Linked DNA regions of Ovis aries: region 2 is linked to region 1. A link is a contact called in public Hi-C data. All regions are on one chromosome and are shown on one strand. Each heading gives the region's core, a stretch centred on a gene start, on an enhancer-like site or on the middle of the called end of the contact. The rest is flanking DNA. Distances are from core to core; before and after follow the strand shown. Region 1 has its middle 46 kb from the start of DNAJA2. Region 2 overlaps ABCC11 (ATP binding cassette subfamily C member 11).

The links. Hi-C and Micro-C count contacts between places; a contact is called where the count stands out from the background.
Region 2: a Hi-C map of tail adipose tissue shows a contact between it and region 1, with 6 times the contacts expected there. The contact joins two enhancer-like sites. A contact is called at or near these places in 4 of 16 Hi-C or Micro-C datasets (blood, hypothalamus, mesenteric adipose tissue and 1 more).

The regions. Positions count from the first base shown.
Region 1 is chr14:14,977,444-14,983,416 of ARS-UI_Ramb_v3.0, reverse strand. No RefSeq gene overlaps it. Among named protein-coding and RNA genes, the nearest start is that of DNAJA2, 46 kb to the right of the region's middle. Within about 2 kb of position 4,491, at least 15 of the 54 cell types and tissues checked have an H3K27ac peak or open chromatin away from gene starts, as enhancers often do.
Region 2 is chr14:16,141,257-16,147,603 of ARS-UI_Ramb_v3.0, reverse strand. ABCC11 (ATP binding cassette subfamily C member 11) reads left to right here. Exons shown (of 30, transcript XM_027977814.3): 29 at 1,380-1,544; 30 at 1,655-4,142. The coding sequence ends at 1,747. Among named protein-coding and RNA genes, the nearest start is that of ABCC12, 38 kb to the right of the region's middle. Within about 2 kb of position 3,698, at least 22 of the 54 cell types and tissues checked have an H3K27ac peak or open chromatin away from gene starts, as enhancers often do.

The DNA of each region.
Region 1 (5,973 bases), core at 3,242-5,741:
GCTACCAGCTCCCTCAGCTCTGCCTGCTTCTGTCCTTTATGTGCACGGAGTCTTACCTTGTACATGATACTGTGTCTGGCTCCTCCACCACGTGTCTGTGAGATTCACGAATATTACTGCAGGTCCCCGTTGCTGCACAGAACTCTGTCCTGTGCAGCGTCTACTGCTGATGAACACTGGGGTAGTTCCCACTGCTTTGGACATTCTAGGAGTTGTTTTTCAGCACACATATGGCTGTATTTCTGTTGGGTAGCTACCTAGGAGTAAAACTGTTGACTCACTGGTACCCTTGTGTTCATTTTAAATAAAAGTTGCCAAGTATTTTTCTTCCCACCTTCTTTTCTGAGAGTCTGCTCTCAGACCACATTCTGTGGGTCACACACACTAAACAGCAGCGCTGGGATTGGAGTCTATGCTCAGAGGCTGACCTCCTAACCACTAGGCAACACTGCCCTCCCATGCTTCTGAGAACAAAGACTCTAGTGTACAACAGAAAGCTGTGCGTATTTTGCAATGTAAACCTCCAAAAGAGGAATCCAGAACTTAGGGGAACAGAGCATTCTATAATGTGCAGTGGGCATGTCTGTCTACTCTTCACTCCAAAATGAAACACTACCACTCACTTCTAAGGCTGTTTGTTATTCAAACATCCTAAAAATGATCATCTGGAAAAAATGCAATCAGAGCCTCTGCTCATGAAATGTGCAAAGTGCGAGAGACCCTAGAGGATTGTCTCTAACACCCAGCTTCTCCACCTGGAGGCTGGGCTCTAGCCACCTGCAGCATCTGCTGCCTCCGTCCCCAGCAGAGGTGCTCGGGGTGTAACACAGCTGGAATGCCTGGGAGCTGGCCTGGAGGGGTTGCAGTGCCATCTGGAGGACACCAGCTGCTGCCACTCTTGGGGGCGGGGGGCACATCAAGGCCTCAGCCCAGGCCCTGCAAGACTCTCCCCATCTCTCCTCTGCCCTTTGCCTCCACCTCCTTCATCTCTGCTCCCCTGACCCTCTCTTTCTCCCTGTGCTTTTTCCTCTCTTCATTGCTTCTTCTCCTTCCCTCCTTCTTGCCCTTCATGTATCTCTCTTACTCTCCTTCTCGCGCTTTCTCTCTGGATGATTTTGTCTCAGGGACTGTGAGACTTTAAAAGACAAACTTTAAAAGACAAATTAAACAAACATGAAGCACAAATGTGAGGAAGGAAGCAAGTGAGGCTCACCCACAATCCTCCACCCAGAGATAACCACCGTGAACACCCACTCCAGAGGTTTATACACACACGTGTCCACACCTACCAACACACTTCCCACCAAATTGGGACCCTAAGTAGACAGAGCTCACACAGAAGGGGAGGCTTGTGGAAAGAGCTGAAGGAAGGCTTTCTTCCCCCTTGAGAAAAAGAATGAGAAGGAGCCCAGGACCACTGCAGGCTGCCCAGGGCCTTGAACTTCCAGGACCCAGACAATCCTAAGCCCTGTCTCCCAGCCCAGTCCTGTCAGCAGGGTGAGGCCAGGGGCAAAGTCAGGGAGAGGGCTTGGCAGTGGGGGGTCCCAGGACTGGCCTGGGGCAGAGAACTGCATGTGAGCCCTCAACCCCAAGCAGAGGCCAGATCAGAGGCGTGTGCTGGGGGCAGGAAGGTAACAGGCCTGGTACGTGTGTGTGTGCATGCTCACACAGCAGCCACTGGGGTCCCTGCCATGGCCGCACAAGTCTCTTTCCTTTGACTCAACTCTGGACTGATTCCCACCCTTAGATGTGTCTCACCTTCAACCCTATTGCAGGCTGGGCTGGAAGGGCAGCCTAACTAGACAGAGCGGGGAGCCCTCCAGGGTTGGCCTGGGGCCTTTGGGTTGTCTCTACATTTTCCCTGTTACAAACGTTCCATTTCCAACGTTCCTGAAGGATAAGGATTGTTACAAGAAACTCAGACAGCAGCCAATATCACAGAATGCTGGACGTTCTCCCTACCCTCCACCTCTTCAGTTCCACTCCCCGTGGAGGTGACCACCGGAGACAGCGGTTAATACCCGCTCAGAGTTATCCCTCACAGAAGCAAAAATATGAGCCCATGGGACATTTTGTTCCCAGTGCACTGGGCTGCAGAGTTCCACAACTTCCCTTTTCACTCACTCATCAAGGCTTCAGAGGCATTTTGCCAGGTCAGCACACACAGAGCTGCTTTGCAGTCGAGAGGGCTGCTCAGAGAGAGAACCCCGTCAAGATCTGGCAGGTAAGAACTATCAGTTTTTCCACATCTGCAAGTCCCGGGCACTGTTCACAGCCTGAGCAAGACTCAGAGAGCCCTATGCTCAGAGTCCCTACCTTCTAGCTGTGCGGCCCTGGAGACGTCACTCAACCTGAGGGCCTGTCCGTGGTGCTATGGGGATTAAGCGATCCTCTGTGTGGGAGGCTTGGCAGAGCACGAAGGGCACACAACTGTGCGAGCCACGACAGTCACCCCAGAAACAGACAAGCAAGGGGAGCAGTGGCTCAGCCTTCCGTGGGCTGGAGGCATGGAGCCGCTTCACCCCGCTTGTTTCCAGTTTTCCACAGCGTTCTCATTTATTCCACAAACAAGATCACTTTCCTCTTGATGCACTTATCAGATCACTATGTTTGGAGTGTTAGTCTGAAAAGAGGCTATTAGTCTGACCACTCTCTGTGGTCACCTCGGGCAGCACTTGGGGTCCCTGAACCTTGCCTCCTGTCTCTAAAATGGAGAAATGGAGAAATCAATCCCATCCCTTAGCTGCCTAGATGACAGGAGAAACTTCCTATAGAAGTGTAAACTGAGGTCTTGTGGACCTAGGGGGAATTGTGTGGGGTACAGGCTGTGCCCCACTAGAAGGTTCCCTCTTGTGAGGGCAGAAACATGGGCTCAGTAAATGCTAGCTGCATAATGAAGAACCCTGCTCACCTGAAATAAGAAAATCAAAGCCCTGGGTCCCTAGAATATTTAGCAAATGGACAGAAGGGAAGAGGAAATGCTGATCACACCTAGAGTGTGCCTCCTGCCTTCTCTCCTCTCCCTTCACTCTTTCCTCCTTCCCTCCCTCCTTTCCTCCTTTTATTCAACACACTGTCCTGACTTTTTTAGGGGAAGAAGAGATTAACAATGATACTAGCCGACAGCTCCTCATTATCACACACATTTTATGGTTTACAAAGCACTGTCACATGGTCACATGTTTTCTCTTTTGACCACTGAAATTCAAATTGAACTGGGCCATCCAGTGTTTTGTCTGACAACCCTGGCTCTTACCCAGCTTCTAGGAGACCTCCCCTCAGTTCCTACAGGCCAAACCGACCCAGGGCCTCCCAGTGAGATAAACTCCCCTTCCTGGTTCATCTGGAGTTCATTGACCCTGAATATTCATTGGAAGGACTGATGCTGAAGCTGAAACTCCAATACTTTGGCCACCTGATGCAAAGAACAGACTCACTGGAAAAGACCCTGATGCTGGGAAAGATTGAAGGCAGGAGGAGAAGGGGACGACAGAGGATGAAATGGTTGGATGGCCTCACTGACTCGATGGGCATGAGCTTAAGCAAGCTCTGGGAGTTGGTGACGGACAGGGAAGCCTGACGTGCTGCAGACCATGGGGTCGCAAAGAGTCGGACACGATTGAGCAACTGAACTGACATTGACCCAGGCTTCAGAAATGGCCCAAGCATCCCCCACCTGCCCACTGGCTGTGAAGAGAACCCTGTGCCAGACTCTTCAGGGTGAGATGACCTGGCAGGGTCTGCCCTGGAGAACCTCAGTAGGAGAGAGAGGATGCATTCATGAGCAACACTGTTAACAGGTGGCAAGTGCCAAGTACATCCATGATGTGGAAACTGAGGTCTGAAAAAGAAGTTATACAGTCTGAGTGTGAAAGCCATGGTGTGATTTCTACACCACTTTTACTACGCCTCTCTCTTTCTGAAATGTTCCCCTTCCCTCCTGTGCCCTCCTACCCCTTCTCCTTCCCAGGCTTCCCTCTAGACCACCATCAGTACCCTGAATGCTTGGTTCTCAGTGCTTCCCTTCCTGGGGGGCCACTCGTTCTCTCTTTCAACCAGTGTTTCATCAAGCGTCTTTGGTGTGTCAAGCCCTGGGCTGGACCACTGAGATCACCATGTGGGTCCTGACCCAGCAAGAACAACGGCCTGTCCTCTCTCCTCCACCCTTCTTCCCTCCCGCCTTGCCTTGCCTGCCTGCCTTCCTTTCTCCCTCCCTCCTTTCTTCTCTCTTTCCTTTCTCCATTCCTCCCTCCCTCCCTCCAGTCCAGTACTTCCTGCCCACCGCCTAAGTGCCTCTGAGCCCCTTGCTCTCATGGGGCTTTCAGGAAGACCCCTCGCTGTCACAGAGGAGGGGATGTACCCTCGGTTTTCTCTCGTTTAGTTTCAGAGCAAAGAAAGAGAACCTCTAACCCGAATGAAACGCAGGGCGTTTTCCTCCTGGTGGCGGAGAATCATTTCACAAGCCAGCGCGCCCTCTGGTGGCCAGAGTCGGGGCCCGGCCGTGGTTGCGTTACCCGATGAGCTCAGGAGGCTGGGCTTCCCGCGGCATCGCTCCGCCCCTGCTCCGCGCCCCCGCTCTCCCGGCGCCCAGGTGCAGCCCTCCCGCGGGGTGTCCCCCTCCGAGACCACCTCCTCCTGGAGCCTTCCGCCCCAGCCCACCTCAATTCGAGAGTTAAAGGCGGCACTCGTACTTGGAGCTTCCCACGTTATAACAGTGATGCGCTCCCACGGAACTGGAACCAAGGGTTCACCCAGGCAGACCCTGCCAGGTCGTCTCACCCCCCAGTCTGGCACGGGGCTCTCTTCACAGCGGTTGGGCCAGGGGTCGGAGGTGGGGGTTGCTCGGGCCATTTCTGAAGCCCGGATCAATGAATTCCAGATAAACCAGGAACCAGCTGGGAGGACCTGGGCTTGCTGGAGCTGAAGAAGTCTCTCAGAGGCTGGGTATTAGGTTGTCAGATAATACACAGGACGTCTCAGTTAAATTTTAATTTCAGATAAACATAAATGAAAAAAACTTTTTTTTTCCTTTTGTTTGTTTAAGTAAGTCCAGAATACTGGAAAATCCCATGGATGGAAGAGCCTGATAGGCTGCAGTCCATGCTAAGGGTCGGGCACGACTGAGCGACTTCACTTTCACTTTTCACTTTCATGCATTGGAGAAGGAAATGGCAACCCACTCCAGTGTTCTTGCCTGGAAAATCCCAGGGGCGGGGGAGCCTGGTGGGCTGCCGTCTATGGGGTCGCACAGAGTTGGACACGACTGAAGTAACTTAGCAGCAGCAGCAAATACTGTAGGGTGCACACATACTTAAGCTAAAAACTGTTTTTGTTGTTCGTTTGAAATTTGAATTTAAGTGATGTCCTGCAAATTATTTGCTAAATCTGGCGCCCTTACTGAGTGTAATGGCCCTATGGAGCCCATCTTAACAAGGAGGGGGCAAACTGGAGGGAGGCTGGGCAGGCAGGTTCCCAGAGGAGCCTGGGGCAGGTCAGGTGTGGGGTGGGGGGCAGTGGTCTGAGTCTAAATCCTGCTTGGGACCACAGAGACCAGTAATGCAAACTTCATATTTTTACATGGAATTTACATCCACATCATGGTGGTGAGGTGTGGGTGACAACAAGGAGAGGCTTGTCTGTTCTCAAGGTTCTGCTCAAATGCTGACCTTTGCAACCCGGGCCCTGCTTCCCTGGGACTGTAATCACACATGCATTAGCAACATTGTTACCAGCCAAATACAGATAGACTTTACCCACGTGAAATTTGAGGACTGAAAAAAAGTTATACAAGGTAAAAGCATAAGCCCTACCATTCCTCCACCACTTTCCTCTTTCCTCTCTCTTCCTGAAGTTTCCCCTCGTTCCTGTCCCCTCCCACCAGTGGCCCTCCCTTCAACATCTTCAAACTTGTGTCTGCAGGGCACACCAGCACATACCACAACCAAAAGCACCTAGAGGGTATCATCAACAATT
Region 2 (6,347 bases), core at 2,449-4,948, 1.2 Mb before region 1:
CTCGATGGGGCCTGGAGCAGGGAGATTTCAGAGGAGGAAGGACTTTCCCCTCTTGCTCAGAGAGAGGGGTGACAGGCCTGGCAGTGTGTGGGTAGCATTTTCTTAGCCCCTCAGTTCCGTATTTCAGTTACTGAGCTGCTTGGTGTGAAGGCGGCTTTCTCTAGATTGTTTTCCAAGTTTGTGTCATCACTTCATGATTTTTGTCATATCTGTGTACCACCTAGCCTGTGAGTTACTTGTGATGCCTTGTCTTGTGAAGGAGCAAAAATCACACTTTCTATGCCGATTAAATTCTTCCAATGCCTATTTTTTTTCAACTTTTTAATTTTGTGTTGGGGTATAGCCAATTAACAATGTTATGATAGTTTCAGGCCAATAGCAAAGGGATTCAGCCATACATATACATGTATCCATTCTCCCCCAAACTCCCCTCCCATCCAGGCTCATAACATTGAGCAGAGTTCCCTTTGCTACACAATAGGATCTTGTTGTTTATCTGTTGTAAATATAGCTGTGTGTACATGTCCATCCCCAACCCTCTAACTATCCCTTCTCCCCTTTCTTCCTCCCCCTGAAACCGAAAGTTTGTTCTCTAAGTCTGCTAGTCTCTTTCTGTTTTGTAAGTTCATTTATATCATTTCTTTTTAGATTCTACATATAAGGGATGTCATATTTCTCTTTCTCTGTCTTACTTCACTCGGTATGACAATCTCTAGGGCCATCCATGTTGCTGCAAAGGGCATCTGATGCATATTGTTAATGAAAGAAATATAAACATGTTAAAGTAAAAAGTGCATTTATCCACATACTCGCTGCACCATCTCTTCTGCCACCCAGGATGTGTGCTTGGCTGTCCTGAGAGGAACATTGCTCTAAGTTAATTCAGACAAATAGGAAGGCAGTTCATAAAACAGGAAGTTCCTACTGGCACATTTTCACTTTTAAGAGCTTAATTTTCTGGTCACTAAAGAAGGCGTCCCTGGTAGTTCAGATTGTAAAGAATCTGCCTGCAATGCAGGAGACCTGGGTTCTATCCCTGGGTTGGGAAGACCCCTGGAGAAGGAAATGGTAACCCACTCCACGATTCTTGCCTGGAGAATTTCATGGACAGAGGAGCCTAGCGGGCTACAGTCCATGGAGTCGCAAAGAGTCAGACACTACTAAGCTACCAACAGACACAAAGTATAGTTAGCTCTTGGTTGAGACTTAACATTCGCTTCATAATGTGATGGATAACTTAAAGCTCTAAGTGGGTTTCGAACCAAGTCCAAAGATCTGATTTTCCAGCTGAGGTACTAGGCGGACTAGTGGTCACCCCAGGACTAGACCCAGGGTTGAGTCTGAGGAGGCTGCCTTCAGCCCTGTTTCTTATCTACCAGATCATCCTTATTGATGAGGCCACGGCCTCCCTTGACTTGGAGACAGACATCCTCATCCAACACACAATCCGTGAAAGTTTCCGGGGCTGCACAGTGCTGATCATCGCACACCGCGTCACCACCATCCTCAACTGCGACCGCATCCTAGTCATGGGCAACGGGAAGGTGAGGGGACACCCCTAGGCCGCGGGGAGGGTGGTGCCCAGGCCTTCAGATCCCTCAGGACCAAGCTCAGCTGCACCCTGCTTCCCTCCCCTTCTCTCTCTGCCTCCCAGGTGGTGGAGTTTGACAAGCCTGAGGTCCTGCAGAAGAAGCCGGGGTCCATGTTCGCAGCCCTGCTGGCAACAGCCAGTAGTTCGATGAGCTGAGGAGGGGGGACTGCGTGGAGGCGGGTGTGGCTGAGCCGGCCACGGTGCAATTGTCAGAGCCGGCGGGGAAGACTGCAGCCTGCAGCCTTCTCTGCAGAGATGGCTGCTTCTCTGCAAAGCAGGGCTGGAGCGTGCTCAAAGTGCTGGTGATGGGTGGGAAAAGGACACTTAGGGAGCACAGCCTGGAGTAGGGCACTTGCTGGCTCCCCTGGAGACCACGGAATAATTTCATAATAATGGTAAAGTTTATTACAATATTCTGATTGGTGTTAAAAGTGTTGCAAGTGGTATACTGATTTTGCAAAAAAGAAAAAAAAAAGTTGCACTCTCAGTTCTGCTTTCTCTGTTAGCTGGTACTCATTCAGCTACAGGGAACAGAAACGTTCTTAAGCTTTCTGGTAAAAGGGACGTTATTAGCTCATGTGATGGAAAGTTCCAGAAAAAACTCTGGGTTGAGTGCCAGTATCAAAAGGACGTCTGCCGTGCGGGCTCTGCCTTTCTTCACTCAGTCTCACTTTCATTTGTTTGACTTCACTCTCTGGCCTTCTCTCCTCATGGTACAGCATGGCTGCCAGCAGCCCGAGGCTCACATTCTACCAGCTCCTTACTCCCAGTCCTCTTTCTCCAGGGATTCCAGCAAAACTCCAGGGCTAAATCTCACTGGGCCAACTTGAGTTGCTCATCCCTGAACTAGTTACGTGTTAGGTTGCTGGAATGCAGTGAGGGGCCAGGCCCAAATTGTATGCCTGTACCCGGGCCTGGGGATGGGATCAGCTACCCTGAATCACGTAAACGAAGGATGGAGAGGGTTGTTTCCCCCAAATAAAATTGGAGTGTTATTACTACGTTAGGAAAGAGTGAACAGCCCCCAAATAGTAGCTGTCTACCATGTGCTTGCTTACTAATTGGAGCATAGATGGGTGAAATAAAGAGTTAACTTATTATTAATACATATGTGGCCCCCCACCCCTAATGTTTATAGATACGTATAAATAGAAAAGGTAATTATTTTCAATTTACTTCCAGGAAGACCTCATTGTTCGAGGAGAATATGTTTCAAAGTACTTTCCTTTTGTTTTCAGATTAGTGTCTGATTTTGCCCTAAGAAAGATCAATTCAGTAAACGAGTATTTCTGACCCTGTTGCACTGGGGTGGATGCTGGGGACATAATGATGCCCCCGCCTTCATGGAATTTGCCCTCCAGAGAGTAGGTAGTGAGTGAAAGTCGCTCAGTGTCTGACTATTTGTGACCCCATGGACTGTGAAATTCTCCAGGCCAGAATACTGGAGTGGGGTAGCAGTTCCCTTCTTCAGGGAAATCTTCCTAACCCAGGAATCAAACCCAGGTCTCCCACATTGCAGACAGATTCTTTAGCAGCTGAGCCACCAGGGAAGCCCTCCCAGAGATTAAGTAGTAAGCAAGTAAACAGGAGGTTCTAAAAGCAAGCAACAGGAGGCAAGGGCAGGGTTCAGGAGATGGAGGCAGTCAGAGCAAGCTTCCTGCTGGAAGTGATGAGACCAGAAAAATGGACAAAGCTTTGCTCAGATGAGGGGGACTGGGGTAAGGAAGAGAGTCCCAGGCAGAGAGAAAAGCAGACAAACCCGTGTGGGAGTGAACTGTGGCAGGGCTGATTCAGCCGCAGGACCTGAGCTAGTGCCACTTGTGCGTCGCCTCCGTGCCCTTCCTGGTTCTTAGGCAGCACCCGCTTCTCTCCTGAGAGTGTTTCCCAGGTGGATGTCTCCTCTCTCTTAAAAATCCTTTTGTTCAGTGGGTCCTCTTCCCCTCGTCCTTGCTTTTTCCTCCTGGGGCCCTGAAGAGCGGCCGCTCCTGCTCCCAGCCTGGCACAACTCTGCAGGGTCGCAGAGCTGCTCGTCGGCAAGTTGAAGACCACTCTCCTCGCCCGGCCCTGCCCTCTCCCAGAGCTGCGGTGGGGCAGCTGCCTGCGTCACGTGTGGGAGGGCGCTCCACATACTCAGTGCTGCTGCCTCATGGGACAAAGTTAGCTGCCTGTTTTCCTTCAGTTGGCCAGCAGATGGCAGGCTCTTCCCAAAAATGCGGGGAAAGTTCCGCGGGTTCCAGGTCTAGATCCACTGAGAGCTACTGTTGACCCCTTAGTCAGCGGACAAGAACCAGAGCCCGTTTCCACTTGGTCTTCAGGGCCTCATTCCACCTCTCCTCACAGCAGCTCCTCTTCAGGGCGGGTTCTCAGCCTTCCCAGCACACTGGAGTCACCCAGGGTGCTTAAAATATCCTGATGGGGTCTAGGTGTTTTGATTTCGTTGGTTTGCGGTAGAGAATGTACACATTTTTAAAGCGGTAAGTGAGTCTAATATGCAGTGGAAATTGAGAACCATTGGCTCCAAACAACAATAAAGCAAAACTGTTTGAAAAAATAATATATGATGCTTTTTTTCTTTTTTTAAAAAACGGTAGACTCTTGAGAGTCCCTTGGACTGCAAGGAGATCCAACCAGTCCATCCTAAAGGAGATCAGTCCTGGGTGTTCTTTGGAAGGACTGATGCTAAAGCTGAAACTCCAGTACTGTGCCCACCTCATGCAAAGAGTTGACTCATTGGAAAAGACTCTGATACTGGGAGGGATTGGGGACAGGAGGAGAAGGGGACGACCGAGGATGAGATGGCTGGATGGCATCACTGACTCGATGGATGTGAGTCTGAGTGAACTCCGGGAGATGGTGATGGACAGGGAGGCCTGCCATGCTGCAATTCATGGGGTCGCAGAGTTGGACACGACTGAGTGACTGAAATGGACTGAACTGATTGGTAATATTTTATTCCTTAAGTTGAATGATGAGTATATGAGTTTGTTTTCTTTAATTCTTTATATATTTGGGGGCTATCTGAGCTATATTATAATACAGTTTTAAAAATTGCATTAAAAATAATTTTGGCTGCACTGGATCTTCATTGAAGCGCACAGACTTCTTCAGTTGCAGTGCATGGATTAGCTGACCCATGGCATGTGGGATTGTAGTTCCCTGACCAGGGATCAAAGCCATATTCTCTGCATTGAAAGGTGAATTCTTAATCATTGGACCACCAGGGAAGTTCCCCCCCCCCCCCAAAGCCGATATTTCAAAAATAACCTAAAAATGATTATAATGAGAGAAGGCAGCTCTACTTCCTTGTATTTACTTAGTGCTGTGCTTTAGTCACTCAATCGTGTCTGACTCTTTGTGACCCCATGGACTGTAGCCCTCCAGGCTCCTCAGTCTGTGGGATTCTCCAGGCAAGAGTACTGGAGTGGGTTGCCATGCCCTCCTCCAGGGGATCTTCCCAACCCAGGTCTCCTGCATTGCAGGCGGATTCTTTACCATCTGAGTCACTAGAGAAGCCCATATTTACTTAGTGGTTTGCAGAGACATTACTTTGCCGACTAAGGTCCGTCTAGTCAAGGCTATGGTTTTTCCACTGGTCATGTATGGATGTGAGAGTTGGACTGTGAAGAAGGCTGAGCACTGAAGAATTGATGCTTTTGAACTGTGGTGTTGGAGAAGACTCTTGAGAGTCCCTTAGACTGCAAGGAGATCCAACCAGTCCATTCTGAAGGAGATCAGCGCTGGGATTTCTTTGGAAGGAATGATGCTAAAGCTGAAACTCCAGTACTTTGGCCACCTCATGCGAAGAGTTGACTCATTGGAAAAGACTTTGATGCTAGGAGGGATTAGGGGCAGGAGGAGAAGGGGACGACCGAGGATGAGATGGCTGGATGGTAACACGGACTCGATGGATGTGAATCTGAGTGAACTCCGGGAGTTGGTGATGGACAGGGAGGCCTGGTGTGCTGCAATTCATGCGGTTGCAAAGAGTCGGACACGACTGAGTGACTGAACTGAACTTGCCATTATCTGTATTTTCAATTACATCCCTATGGGGATAGGAGGGTATTTTTAGTGTTCAGGGATCTAAAGGCCTCCATCTGCCGTCAGGGCCTAGTCCCCCTCCAGGTTGAGTGCTGTGGACAAACTTCAACACAAACTATGTGATGTGGATGTGGTCACAGAAACCTCAAGCAGATGTGCAGATCAAAGGAGACAGTGGCCCTGCCCTGCCCTCTGCCTCTAGCTCTGGGCACTATTTTAAGAGAAACATAGCTGCATGGAGACGCTTCCAAGGGCGACCACTAGGTGGCCTGAGCTATGTTGTGAGAAGGACCAGGAAAGAAGGAGAAGAAGAAGCCCTTTCCCTAAGGGCTTCCTCTAGGAACAGCTCCAGAGGGCAGCCCCAGGTCCCCAGGAACAAACATTCTTCAGCTGGAAAGGTCAGGCTAGGAGCTGCCCCTGGCTGGCAGCCTTTTCTGATTCAGACGGTTCTCCCTGGTGTAGGGCAAGGGACGCTGCTGGTATTTCCAGGCTCGGAGGGTTCCCACAAGACTGAGTCCTGGCAGGGATTCTCTGTGCGTGAGAGATCAGATTGGATAACTTCCAGGGCGTATATGACTCCAGGATGCAATGGTGAACATAATACTGCCAACGGCGGGGGTTCTTTAGCCTGGAGGGCTAAAGCAAACCTTGCCAGGGCCCGCAGCCCGACACACGTTCTGATTCAGGAGGTCTGGAGTGGGGCTCGAGAATTTGC